2 separate regions of the Mus musculus genome follow, and region 2 is linked to region 1. A link is a contact called in public Hi-C data. All regions are on one chromosome and are shown on one strand. Each heading gives the region's core, a stretch centred on a gene start, on an enhancer-like site or on the middle of the called end of the contact. The rest is flanking DNA. Distances are from core to core; before and after follow the strand shown.

Region 1 (6,463 bases), core at 2,337-4,836:
AGGAGGGGGTGACTAGCTGGAAGAAGTAGATCACTGTAGTGCTCCTCAGGGGTGCTCCTAGGGGGTGCTCCTGGGGAACTTTAGGAGGGGGTGACTAGCTGGAAGAAGTAGATCACTGTAGTGCTCCTCAGGGGTGCTCCTCAGGGGTGTTCCTCTGGTGTATCTTGTTCCCACCCTTCCTGACTCCTCTCTCAGCTTATCATCCATCATGATATAAGCGTCCTGCTTGCCTCTCACTGTGATGGGCTGAACTCTTAGAAAGCGTGAGCCAAAACACATCTCTCCTTCTTTAAACCATTTATGCCAAGTGTTTTGCCCACATTGACAAACAGCTAGTACCCAGCCCTCACCACAGACAGCTCTGTCAGGCCTTTGGTCTTGGCTGTCAGTCTCTTGAAGTCTGAGGAATCCACACTCTTGCTCATAAGTCACCTAGTGATTCTTTCCACCATGATTCTTTTCTTACAGTAACCTAATTAGACTAATTAGCAAATTAACTGTTGCTGTTATTATTTCATTTATTCTTCATCTATTGTCATATAGCTGTGCTTGGATGAATGCTCATGGATTTAATCTGAGGCTAGAAATCTGTTTTGTATTGCTATAGGAAAACTCCCGAGACTAGACGCTCAAGGCAGAGAAATCATAGAAGAGAGAGTATGTGTGTGTGTGTGTGTGTGTCTGTCTGTCTGTCTGTCTCTATCTGTGTATGTGTCTGTTAGTCTGTCTATCTCAGTGTGTGTCAGTTTGTGTATCTGTGTGTGTGTGTATATCTGTCTATCTGTGTGTGTCTATCAGTCTGTCTATCTGTGTGTGTGTGTGTGTCTGTGGTGTGTGTGTGGTCTGTGTGTGTTGACCCACAGTCTTGGAGACTTAACATTCAAATGGGCTAGCCTCATGTGTCTGGCCTTCTGGCTGCATGGCACCACGGTAGGTGTCATTGTGAGTCAACAGGTTCCGAGCTGCGGCATGATGAGACAGAAGCCAGAGGGACCCACGTGTCAGCCCTTCTTTCATAGCAACTTTCTCTGGTGAGAACCACTTTGGACACTGCATGAGCTACATTCAGAGGGCTACACCCCGTGGCCCTTCATCCTCCCTAGAGCACCAGGCCTCTCATTTCCACAGGAAGGACAAGCTCCTGTCACAGAGCTTTGGGACTCACTCTCAGCTACACCCAACAGTGTCATACCTGACTCTCCCCACAGCCTTACACTGCCTGTTTCTAAGAGAGCACAAGGCAAGGGGACAGTTAAATGCTGACAGTTTACAAGGGGCTGCTCAGTCAAGAACGGTCTGTGAGTCGAATATGCCAGAATCCTTAAGCAGAGGCATTCAGAATAACCCAGTGTTGCGAACACTGCGGCATGCTACCCAGAGCCCCTCTTCTGGGCCAGTGTACCCCTCCCCAGCTGCTGCAGATAGGAAAATTTACAGCTATAGGTTTTGCAGGGGCAGAGGAGGAAACCCCTCAGAGGATAATGACAGTTAGTGGAAGAACACAAAACAAACATGGAAGTCACATTCAAAGGTTAAAATCTCACCTGGAAAGAATAGTGAGACACGGGGAATACACACAGGTGGGCTCAGCGCAGTGTGTGTGATGCTTAACTCCTGAAGAGAGAGGCCCAAAGAAAGCCTGGTGTGCTTGGTGTGCTCGGTGAGACTATATTAACATGAGGTCTTTTTTAGTGGTATCTGTTCTCAACTGTGTGTCTGATGACCATCATAATGAAAAGACAAGTAGGGTCAGGAATAGAAGTTAAGTCCTGCCTAACAACTCCTTGACAAAAACTTTCCAGATGTGGGAATATCAGTTGAAAGTAGAATTGGGGGCCTTCGAAGGAACTCCACAGGAAGACCAACAGAGTCAACTGACCTGGGCTCTTAGCTCTCCTAGGCCTCCCTGCACCACAGTCAATCAAACAATCAGGAGGGGTGGCCAGGAGAAGGTCAGTGAGCAGAATGCAAAGTGAGAAAGAAAGTAAGGAAGAAAGAAAGAAAGAAACAAAGAAACAAAAGAAAAGAAAGGAAGAAAGGAAGAAAGGAAGGAAAGAAAAGAAAGAAATATAGAAGGAAGAAAGAAAAAAAGGGAGAGAAGGGAGGAAGGGAAAGGAAGGGAAGGAGGAAGGGAGGGAAATACATTTGGGGCTGGGGTGCTGGGGCAGAAGGTTTACTGAGCATGCCCAAGGCTCTGGGTTTGCTCTCTAGCATCACAGTCAATCAAACAAGCAAAGAAGGCACTTACGTGTTAGGCAGGACTTTCCACTCTTTCCAGGGATTTTCCTCAAGATTTCACTTTGGTACTAGGTTCTATTGGCAGCCAGACAAGTCACCAGATTGTATTCAAATGCCAAATGCATGGCTGCCTCTCTACAACTTAAACTTACTTCTTAAACATTGTGCTTAGACAGAGCCAAAGCCTCCCAGAGCCTGCCTTAGAAGTACAGGAGCCCCGGCCCCCCCAGGCACTTACCTGAGCTGCCTAAGATGCACATAATCTGGCCACTCTCGATGTACAAGGAGACATCTTTGAGGATTTGCCTGTCCCACTTCTGCTGGCATGATTTGATGTTCCACCAAGGCCCGACACGGTTGCTTTAAAGGAAATCCCACAAGGGCAAAGGCAGAGTAGGGTCCTGGAAGGTGCCAGACCCCTGCTCCCAGCCCTACCCCATCCCAGTTGCCCCTGGACAGGTTGACAACTCTGTTTTAGCCTTATGTACCACTCTGTTGTCCTTGGAGGTATAATGACAAGTTGGCCACCACCCAAGGAGCATGCCTCCCATTAGCTGCTCTGATTACTGGGTCTCTGACTGGGAGATGGTACACCTGCACACTGCTTTCTTCTTGAAGTGAACCCTGCATTCCTTCAGCAGTGTTCATTCCATTTTGTGCCCCCAGCACCCCCACTCTCCGAGCCTTCTCCATCTACACAGGACAGGTGGTGGGCGAGTCAAGGAAGGGGAGAGCAGAAATCAGTGAGAAGCAGCAAGCGGCTTCAGGCAGGGCATGTTTTAATGTCCAGGCTCTGCCCTGCGCAGGAGGAGGAGGAGGAACGACTCACTGTTGTTACAGACTGTCCACTTTCACCCTGATCTGCTGGACAGACAACCCAAAGCCCACAGGCCCACCCACCCATTCAGAAAAGGCAATCAGAGAGCCTAGCTTTTTGCTGTGGAGGTCCCCTTACCTGACGCTGTAGGACACATGCAGGACACCTAAGCTGTGCCGAGCCTCTGTGCCCGTGACCGAACCTTGCTCCAGGGAGCTCAGAGACCCTCTGTTGATGTGAGGCCCTCTGGCTCCCTCTGGACTCAGAAAGGGCAGCTCACCCATGGCTAGCAGGAAGCAAATGCAAGTGAATTTTCTAGTGGCCTGTCCGGCTCCAGGGCAGCTTTAACTGAGGAGCCAATGGGAGTGCCCTGTCCGATCCTACCCAGCCCTGGAATCCTCGTGAGATAACAGTTCACCAATTTGGCCAACGATGCCATTATCTGATGTACCTTTAGCCAGAGTGTCCTTATCTCGACAATAGGCAGAACACACGGTGTGTTTATAGGAGTGTTTGCCAGAGAGGAATGCTGGGAGAAAGGCTGGCACAGAGGAGGGCTCAGGTGCCCCAGCTCTAAGGAGCAAAGACAGAGAGAGCCCAACAGCAGGGGAGGCCACACAAAGGGCACAAACAGCACTGGTCATGGCTGAGAAAACCAAAGAAGAGACCCAGCTGTGGAATGGGACTGTACTTCAGGATGCTTCGGTGAGTGAGCTCTGCCAGGGGGGAGGCAGTGTCAGACTGACTTTTCTTTCCTACCACAGGATTAGTCCTAATGTACCACCTGGACTTCAAGTAGAATGGAAATGGGGCGGCAGGGCCCTGTCTCCTCAGTGTTGATGGTCTGAGGGGAACAGTCTCAGGAGCCAGGAGACCTCTGAGGTCACTTCCCCACGACAGCACGCTCCTGTGAATGACCGGGATTGATGTTTTCCAAATGACATTCCATCACAGAGCGTTGACCCATGTGACTGTCAGACCAAGAATCTCAGTGGTAGTCAAGAGACAGCGGGGAGGTAACAACAGATCGCTACGCTTGCCATACTTATGTAGTAAGTTAGTCCTTGGCATTGTTTGGTGAGAACCAGAGGAAAGAGAAGGCCAGGGGGAAGCCTAAAGGTCTCTGTGTGAGGCTGAGAAGCTGCAGGGACAGACAGACCAATAGACAGAGAGACAGAGAGAAAGGGCAGGTGTCAGGAACAAATGCCAAGGAGGGGTTGAGGCATCTCGCTACCTTGTAGAGTTGAGGCTCTGCTTAGAGAAACCTCACTGAAAGGGCAGGGCTCACGGCTGGGAAGTCAGGTCATAAATCCCTCTGAGGGCCACTTTCCTCTTTCTCCTCTTCCCTCTTCCTTCTTCCTTCCTCCTCCTCTGCCCCCCCACTTCTCCCCCCCCCCTGTGTGTAACAGGAGGTTGAACCAAGTGTTCTACAACTGAGCCATTCCCCCAGCCCACGATTTATTTTTTTCTCTTATTACAAGAAAATATTTCTATGGCTACACATTGGTTTCAGGCAGTTTACAAATACACTGGCTGTGATAGTGATCGCTTGTTTGGGAGCGTCAGAATTGTGTGCTTGCAGTCTTATGGTCTGGGAGGGAGGCAGAGTGGACAGAGAGCAGCGAGGTGGCCAGGAAGTGGAGCTCCTAGGCCTCCTTCCTCATTAACCGGAGAAACATTTGCTTGATAAATGGCCTTTGACTCGAGTTGTGGGCAGGATTTGAAGCAGAAGGCAGTATGGGAAGACAGAGCAAAGACGACCTCCCCCTCCCCCCAGCTTCTACACCCGGCCCACTTTTCTGGAGACAAAGACCAGAACAGGATGGCCACATTCAACAGGGACGCCTCAGTCCCCTGTTCTAGGGGAGACAGGATTGCCTGAGATTGACCAATCCTACTACCACAGCAACAGGCAACTCTGCTGTCAGAATCCCCATGAGGCAGACGTCTATGGGGAAATAACTCCTTCTACGTCTTTGATGCTCCCTTCCTGAGTAGGATATAAAATCAGTGGTGGGTGTGGGGGCTTTTGCCCTTCAGATTACAGCTAAAAAGGCAATGAGCTGTCAGAATTCTATATTCAAAAGTGTGCCTAGGTCCTGCCACCTACAAGTTCCTTCTGTGAGGTCCCACTGTTGTAGGTGCCCTGTGATGGCCCGCCACTGACAACTGCAGGGCTTGGGGTGGGGGGGAGACAATGACACTGATATGCCCTGTGCCTCCGTTCTTAAAAGCTGTCAGTCAAGCTAAAAACTGCCCAGTGGTTTCCAGCCTCTCATCTCTGTATGCAAATTTAGAAAACTGAGCATTTCTTGCGGAGCTGGCTGGCTTCTGCTCCATGCCGTGGCCATCCATCTCCTCCTCTGCCCACCCAGCATCTCACTCTACAAAGAACTCACATAGCGGCCACACCGTCTTTCTACTCATATTCGAGTCAGGTCTTCACAGAGACCGGCACTACCCATACTCAGTGATGGCCTGGAAGGAGGGAGGAGATCAGGGCTATCTCACAGGGAATTCTGGCACTGAGTACCAGGGCGCCAGGACCCATGGTCTACAGCTCCTCGCACTGCAGACAGGGATAGGAAAGCCTGGACTCTAAGCAGAGGCAGATGAGATGGTGTCTGCAGGGGTCAACAGAGGGCCAGGTATGTGCCTTGGGCCAAAGACTTACCATATATGTCCCCACCAGGCACCACTGTTTTCTGCACATTTCTCCCTTTTTGTGCCCTCTGGATTTTCCCATGTGTCTGTGCTTCTGACTCAGGAATGTAACCAGAAGTTAATACAAGGAGACGTTACATTGTAGCCCAGCAGGAGCCACACTAGTTACCTACAAATAAACCCGCTTTCACTTTTTTAGGGTGTCACCTGTCACAGATTCAAATGATGTTCTGACAGTCGTGCTGATTAATGTGTCAGCCGAATAGATATTTAAGGGTTTGAAAAATAGAGAGAATTTGTCAAAACCTCAGGAATCCTTCCTGGGTGCCAAGGAAAATATTTTAAAATGGAACAGAAGTCATCCACAAGCCAGACAGGATATATTTTTTTTTTCCTTTCAGAAGCTGAGTTGACTGTGAGGCTCCTGGAAACCCAGACTCTCCGTGTGGACGGGGTCAGTGGGTTTGAGTGAGTCAGAGTGGCGACCTGGGCACTAATCAACTGCATCCCTGTCTTCCACTCTGTCCTCTCTGTCTGTCTAACCCCCCCCCCCCCAGGTCTTCACATTAGCGCAGTAACCTGAGAGCTTTCCTCCCTCAGTAGCCCCTCCACTCCTGAAGCCAATGGAAGAAACTTTGTATCAGTACAAGTGTCTAGGAACAAATTCCTAGCCCATGCAAGTAACTAAGATCTCTCCTAAAGATAATTGATTTGAAAACAAGAAACCCCAGGGACCCCGGATGT
Region 2 (6,463 bases), core at 2,586-5,085, 50 kb after region 1:
CAAACCAAATGCAGCTGAAACAGTAAGTGAAGGGGATTTCCAAAACGGACAGCTGCCTGTGCGTGGGACACATGGTGACAGCTTCACACTCAGCCAGCAAACTACTATGCTGTGTGAATTCTTAGTGCCTAGAATATAGCCACTTTACTAGTGTAATAATTGAAGAGAGAAAGGCCACACAGCATGGAATATGCCTATATGCACAGGATGCAAAAACCATAAATAGCTTGAAGTAGGATAAAACATCAGGGCTGTAGAACTAAAAAGGCTACCATGAGGCGCTTCTAATGCAGAACAACAAGTCAAAGGTGGCCGTGCTTTAGTTTAGATAAACGCGTGTCTGCTTTCATCCACGAAAGCAGTGAGGCAGGGCTTGGTGGTGCAGGTCTCTGATCCCAGTACTCAAGACACAGAGCTGTCAAAGGTTACTCTGGAGGTTCCAGTGAAGCCAAGGTTTTAAACTGAGACTTGTCTGAACATAGTAGCAAAAGGAAAGAAACACACCACATACAAACTCAACTATCTTTAAAGTCAGAAAGTGTCAGATTTGGTGCCAATAATGCCATTAGGGAAACTTCCACTGAAACATGTTCCAAAGAGAGAGTCATTATCACATTTATTCACTGTGTGATGATGTGAAGTCACCGTAACAAAACACATGGAGACAGAGCCATCTCTAACTATATAAGCAAAGGGGGAAGGAACGTCACTGGCTACGCACTATTACAAGAACGGGTACATGTATCGGCTGCATAAACAGACCTCAGCATCATTTGCCTGTAACAATGAAATTCCCACCACTCCACTCTTTCACCTTAAGACAATACCAGGAAGTCAGTCAAGTGGAAATTAAGGGTGTGAACCAAGATTTGGAACATGGAAAACTAGAATCTATTCACAGAAACGGGATCGGTAAAATAAATTCTAAGATAGCCAACCAGTTTATTAGTACTTATAGATGATTAAAATGGAGAAAAACATTGTAATATGTACTTGAATAAAAAGTGTAATATGCTCACATTAAACGGTAGTTTTTACACAGGTGCACATGTTCCTAAAAGATCCACCTGTGAGCATGTTATAAATAGCCACTCTAGGAGGGACCGAGGAAGCTACTTCAGGATTTACAGAAAACAGAAGAGAAAAGGAAAAGTTTCTCAAAAGATCATCCTAAGAACTGTGGCTTTGAGTTCTTTCTGAGTTGGCTTAAAAGATTTAGAAAACATTTTTGTGTGTGTTAAATATGAGTGAAAGTTGGCTTTACAGACAGAAAAGAACCACACACAAAACCAACCAACCAACCAAAGAAAACAAACCTCAGAGCAGGCAGCTCAAACCCTCGTCCTAACGGTTAAAGAGAAGGACGACCTCTCAGGCCCACAGCCTGCCATCCTCCTCTCCGTGTCTGTGTGCATGCGTATGTGTATGTGTGTGCGTGCAAGCGTGCATGGGTGTATTTGCGAGTGTGAGGTACAGTTGATTTGGTACCATGGACCATCAGTCTGAGTAACTTCATTTTAGTTTGGTCTCTCAGGCCTAGCACAGAACACAGGGTGAACCAATGGCTTCCTACACGGTTCATGAAACCCTAAAGAGAAGTAGAATCGTTTTATGAACTGGTTGGGCTCCCAATCAAGACACCACTTAAGCCTGAGCACTATTTAGCTTTCCACATGTGACTGTTACAATGTCCTCATTTTCAAGAATTAAAAACCATCAAAAAGACATCTTGCTTTTCCTACAGACTTCCCAGTCCCAGTGTGTGCCCCATCCCTTGCTCACACATGCAGGATGTGTCAGGGTGCACAGAGGTCTCAGGCCTGGTAGGCATGGATGAGTACAGCAGATCTTTATCACATGGTGTCACATGTAGGTGTGGGCTCCAGGAGCACGGCAAGAAAATGACTGGGCGGAGGCTGGTTGACCCCTCATTACCGCAGTAAGGAGGTCAGCTTTGTGGACATCACACAGCAGCTTCTAATGATACAACTTAAAACTCCGCAGGGTGGCTCAGCTAGCCTTCCCTCTGGCCTCTGTGTTAGACTCCACATCTGACGATCCCTAGACTTCTTCCAAGCCCAACATTCCTTCCCCACTGTGGCCTCTGCAGACCAGAGTGCAAGCAGGCAAGGCGCGTCACTTACTGTATAGCTTCAGTAAGTTGTAGTACATCTGGTCTCTGTCACACTCAAACAGCTTCTCAGTCAGCTCTACCAACTTCTCAAGAGCTTCAACCTTAAAAAGACCATCAGATTGGTTACACCCTGTAAGCGTATTTCACAGTTACACAAGCAGCGAATGACCCACTGAGTGAGCGTCGCCAGAGGAGGGGTTAACTTTACCAAGAGACTCAGGGTCAGGCACAGCAGCCTACTTAATCCACAGAGCTGCACGCGGACAAGTGGTTAGAACAACAGGTCATCTGTGCACTGAGAATGAATGATGGAGGGAGCCGAGAGAAGGCCCCTTCCTGACAGCACACGCCTCTCACTCTTCACACAACATGCGCACGGCCAGCTTGCTCACACTAGCAGAGGAAGGGCAGGTGAAAACTTCCAGGGCCCAGACCAGCACTCTTAGGACTTCTAATGTCCCCTGGGGCCATAAAGCAGGAGGGCACTTATTTGGAGAAGCACTGAGGGAACACGGCGTCCACAAGGGCCGCTCGTCAACTCCCCGAAGGCTTCAGATACTCACTCACACGTTCCTGAGTGTTAGTGCTTCAGACATCAGAAATCAAATACCAACCTGATTACTGGCAATGCATCGATCACAAAACCACTGGAGTCTTGTAGGCCGAGCTCTAATGCCTGGAGTCTATAAGACAGAACCACCACACGACATGTAAGACTCGGCTCAGTTCCCCCTCGAGGTAGTATATTCCCTCTAATGAATTCACTGCCACACATATTTGCTAAAAAAAAAAAAAAAAAAAAAAACCCAAAAACCCAACAAAAAAACAACTAACCCAAAAGCCCTTACAACGTAACCCCAGTTACCACAGGCATTTAAGGAGGTGAGCCCCAAGCACCCAACAGACCATTCACCACTTATCTAGAAGATTTTGCTGATTCCAACCTGCTGCTTCGTAGCTCAACAGTCATTCTATAATCTTTTTGTTTTATGGTCTTTTGTTTTTTTGTTTTAGTACTGGGAATTAAATGCAGGGCCTTACATGTCATTCCAAAAAAAAAAAAAATCTTTAAGTAATAAAATGACTGCACTTTATTTATTTCAGGAAGAATAACTAAATCAAGCCCAGAATATGTAAAGATAAACTCATCCCTGCACATGCATGCTCATCCCACAACACATGACCAAGTGCCCCGCCTTCCACCCATTCACTACAACATCCCAATAGACTCAGTAGATACGACTTACTAATTTGTCAAGTAGAATCATAAACAAATCTTAATCTTAATAAAAACCAGCAGCTTTCAATTTTAGAAGAAACAAACTTTGATAATAGTACTCTGCCTAAATTAATGAGGCTCAATTGAAGGGAAAGAAGAGTGATTTACCAATCACTGGATGTGTTGCTTAGTATCTAAAATCAGAAATACTTAACATTAGTTTAGTCTCGATTCATTTTAATAGTTGAGATGCATGTTAGTTATATGGTCAATCAGAAATTCTAAAGGTTTAGTCAATAACTCTGGCTTCAAGCACATGTTTCACAATGTTGGATACTGGAATAAAAGACAAACCATTTCAACATAATTCCAAGGATTTGTACCTGTTATGATAGCATTTGCATCATCTGTAAGAGGTTTCACCATGGAACACTACACTTCAACCACAGCATCACGATAAGACAAGTACATACTCATCTGCGCTGGCTGCAGGCCAGGTCAGAGGATGTTCCCGGCCTGCTCGTCACTGCTGCGCATGAGGCCAGGTGTCCCCAGAGTGCCGGGGCTTATGTATAAGCTCCAGGAAGTCTGGTATTTTCAGAGGTGGGGTATTGCTATGTTGCCTTGGTTGACCTCCAACGCCCAGGCTCAATCGGTCCTCCTACCTCAGCTGTACCATACAGTAGCTGGACTACAGGAGTGCTCCACTACACTCTGCGCCCCAGTAAGTCTAGTTAAAAACAAACACACTGCACAATGTTAATGAAGAGAGTACCACCTTTTAGCTTGGGTAGCAAGACAGAAAACTGTAGAGTTTAAATTGTGAGCACTCATTTTAACCATGCAAGTATCTATATTCTGGGGTATAAAATCATATGCAGAGTAAATTGATCTTATCTTAAAATACACTAGATGTTAACCTCTGCATCTAGACTATATCCAAGGATTCCCTCATATCTACCTTGCCACATACATCATAGTGGGTATGAAATCAACATCAATGTATATAGAGAGCCCTTGAAAAAGAACAAATAATCCTCTTTAGAACACGGCAAAATCCAAGAGCTACATTTACTTACAACTTCCAGTGTTATTACAGATCCAAATCCATAAGACCTGAACAGCACAGCTCCACGGTAACTCTTCCTGTTTGGGGCTGATTAATCCTCGTTGCTGGCAGGACAGCTGACTTATACACCAGGTCTCCCCTATGCTTCATTTTGAAATTGAGAACTGTTTTCATATATAAATCTCAATCATCAAAAGAACATCTAGGTCAGATTAACTAAATCTCCTAGGCCGCTGGGATGGCGATGCTCTGGCTTACCTCTGAGCATCTTACTGAATTTTAAACACTGCAGTTGAAAGCAGCAATAAAAAAATGCAATAGAAACACATCAAAGGCCAGCTAATGCACATCAAAATAACAAGGTAACTTCTAGTTCTTTCTCATTTTCCTTACATATAATTTATTTAATGGGCAGAAAGGCTAAATAGTTAGAATGACTGCCATGTTTGTTTCTGCCCAAGTTACTGCATTGCAGAGCACAGCTTTCTGCAGTTCTAATACAATACTTAGCTCAAGTGCATAGGCAGAAAGTTAAAATATTTTCATTACTCTATAACTTCATTCCATAACTTTATGGGCTCAATTAACATCTATGTATATTAATAAAGATAAATATAAAATGATTTCCAAGAGAAAGGACATGAAAATGTCTCTACTGTGTTCCAACCCTTACTTTATAGAAACTTAAATTTGACTCAAACAGTAAAATTTTCCTTTCTTGCCAATACTAATGGAACGGTGGGAAAACAAACAAACAAACCGCAATGTCAATAAACCACACTCCATTCGAGAGTGCAATAGAAAGCAAAAGATGTGCACCAGGTTCTCCTAGAGGCTATTTCACCTCCGTATCCCTCCAGGTGGGCTGGGCACAGGGGACAGCGGCACCACATCACTCAGTGAGTCCCTTAGCATTGATCCCTTTCTCTAGAACCTTCAGAGATGCATGTAAAGATCAAGTATAGAAAAGAGCAAAATGCTGCTGAGCAAGTCAAATGGACAGTCTATTATCAACAGCAGCGGTCCTTTTCACAGGGGTTAATGGAAGTCAACACTAAAGGTAACTTCCAACTACATGTCAGGGGAACAGACATACATCTGAGAGCCAGATACAACACCACCTTAGCACAGTGCATACAGAATTGAACTCTGACCCTAATTAAGGAAGGCAAGGGGATACAATTTTATGTTCGTCAAGTAGACAACAAACAGTAACAAGATTCCAAAGTTCTAGTGTTAACCTTGACACCATCAAAATGAGAGTCTCCCCCTGCACAGGATAGTACACTGACCTTGAAGAGGGGGACACAAAGTAAGAGAAGGTTGCTTTGATAATTTGGTGGTAAGTGGTGTCTAGAGAGCGTGGAGATGGGGGCCATACTGAAGATGGCCCAGGAAATGGGAACTGTCCTGATTGCAAACGTCATGGCTGCCAGGCCCTGACTCTACAACCTACACCCTGAACCTTAATTTCTTTGCCCTGTTTCTCAGGGTTGTTTGTGAGTCTCATGTGAAGATGTGCCTGACTGTCACTTAAGCATGACAGAGTCCCAGCTATTGTCACACTGTCTAGCTGGTGACACAGGTCTGAGTCTCAGGGAAAGAGGTTAGAGTTAGGTTGAATGCTCACCTGTGACCACAGCTTTGCAGTCTTGACCCATGGTCAAGCAGTGAGTGACAACTGACCACTAGGGCCTTGGGATGAAGTGAAATGGCAGACTTCTTACAGAAACCTTAAGAGCTAGGTAAAATTTCATACCACTAGTCAGCCTTCCTTACTTCTACATGTCATCTCTTCCTGAATTTAATTTACAGTCTTGAAATAAAGTGGATCACATAAAACACATTTTATTTATGCTCTGTAATTATGACTGTATTAGAAGGTAAATGAAGTACTCAAACTCTAAAGGAATGAAGTAACATTTTGTTTTTTCTTTACAGAGAAATACCATCTTATTTGACCATAATTTTAAAATAGCAATTCTAGGCTAAAACCTAGAGACCTGTTTTCTACTCAAATCTCTAGCATATTGAGCCAGAA

The links. A called contact is a pair of places that touch in the nucleus more often than the background predicts.
Region 2: a contact with region 1 is called in a Hi-C map of liver, with 1.9 times the contacts expected there. The contact joins the enhancer-like site here to the promoter of Abcg8 in region 1. A contact is called at or near these places in 1 of 39 promoter capture datasets (macrophages), 3 of 484 Hi-C or Micro-C datasets (all in liver), 1 of 115 datasets of contacts at active chromatin or transcription factors (embryonic stem cells) and 2 of 9 other capture datasets (adipose tissue and pancreatic islet).

Annotation. Positions count from the first base shown.
Region 1 is chr17:84,679,535-84,685,997 of GRCm38.p6, forward strand. It overlaps Abcg8 (ATP binding cassette subfamily G member 8), which reads left to right and starts at 3,587. Exons shown (of 13, transcript NM_026180.3): 1 at 3,587-3,760. The coding sequence starts at 3,698. Abcg5 (ATP binding cassette subfamily G member 5) reads right to left here and starts at 3,477. Exons shown (of 13, transcript NM_031884.2): 1 at 3,194-3,477; 2 at 2,477-2,598. The coding sequence starts at 3,339.
Region 2 is chr17:84,729,001-84,735,463 of GRCm38.p6, forward strand. It overlaps Lrpprc (leucine-rich PPR-motif containing), which reads right to left. Exons shown (of 38, transcript NM_028233.2): 26 at 2,749-2,817; 27 at 2,145-2,235. Among named protein-coding and RNA genes, the nearest start is that of Abcg8, 49 kb to the left of the region's middle. Within about 2 kb of position 3,836, at least 13 of the 459 cell types and tissues checked have an H3K27ac peak or open chromatin away from gene starts, as enhancers often do. A contact at or near this core is called in liver, where this site is marked.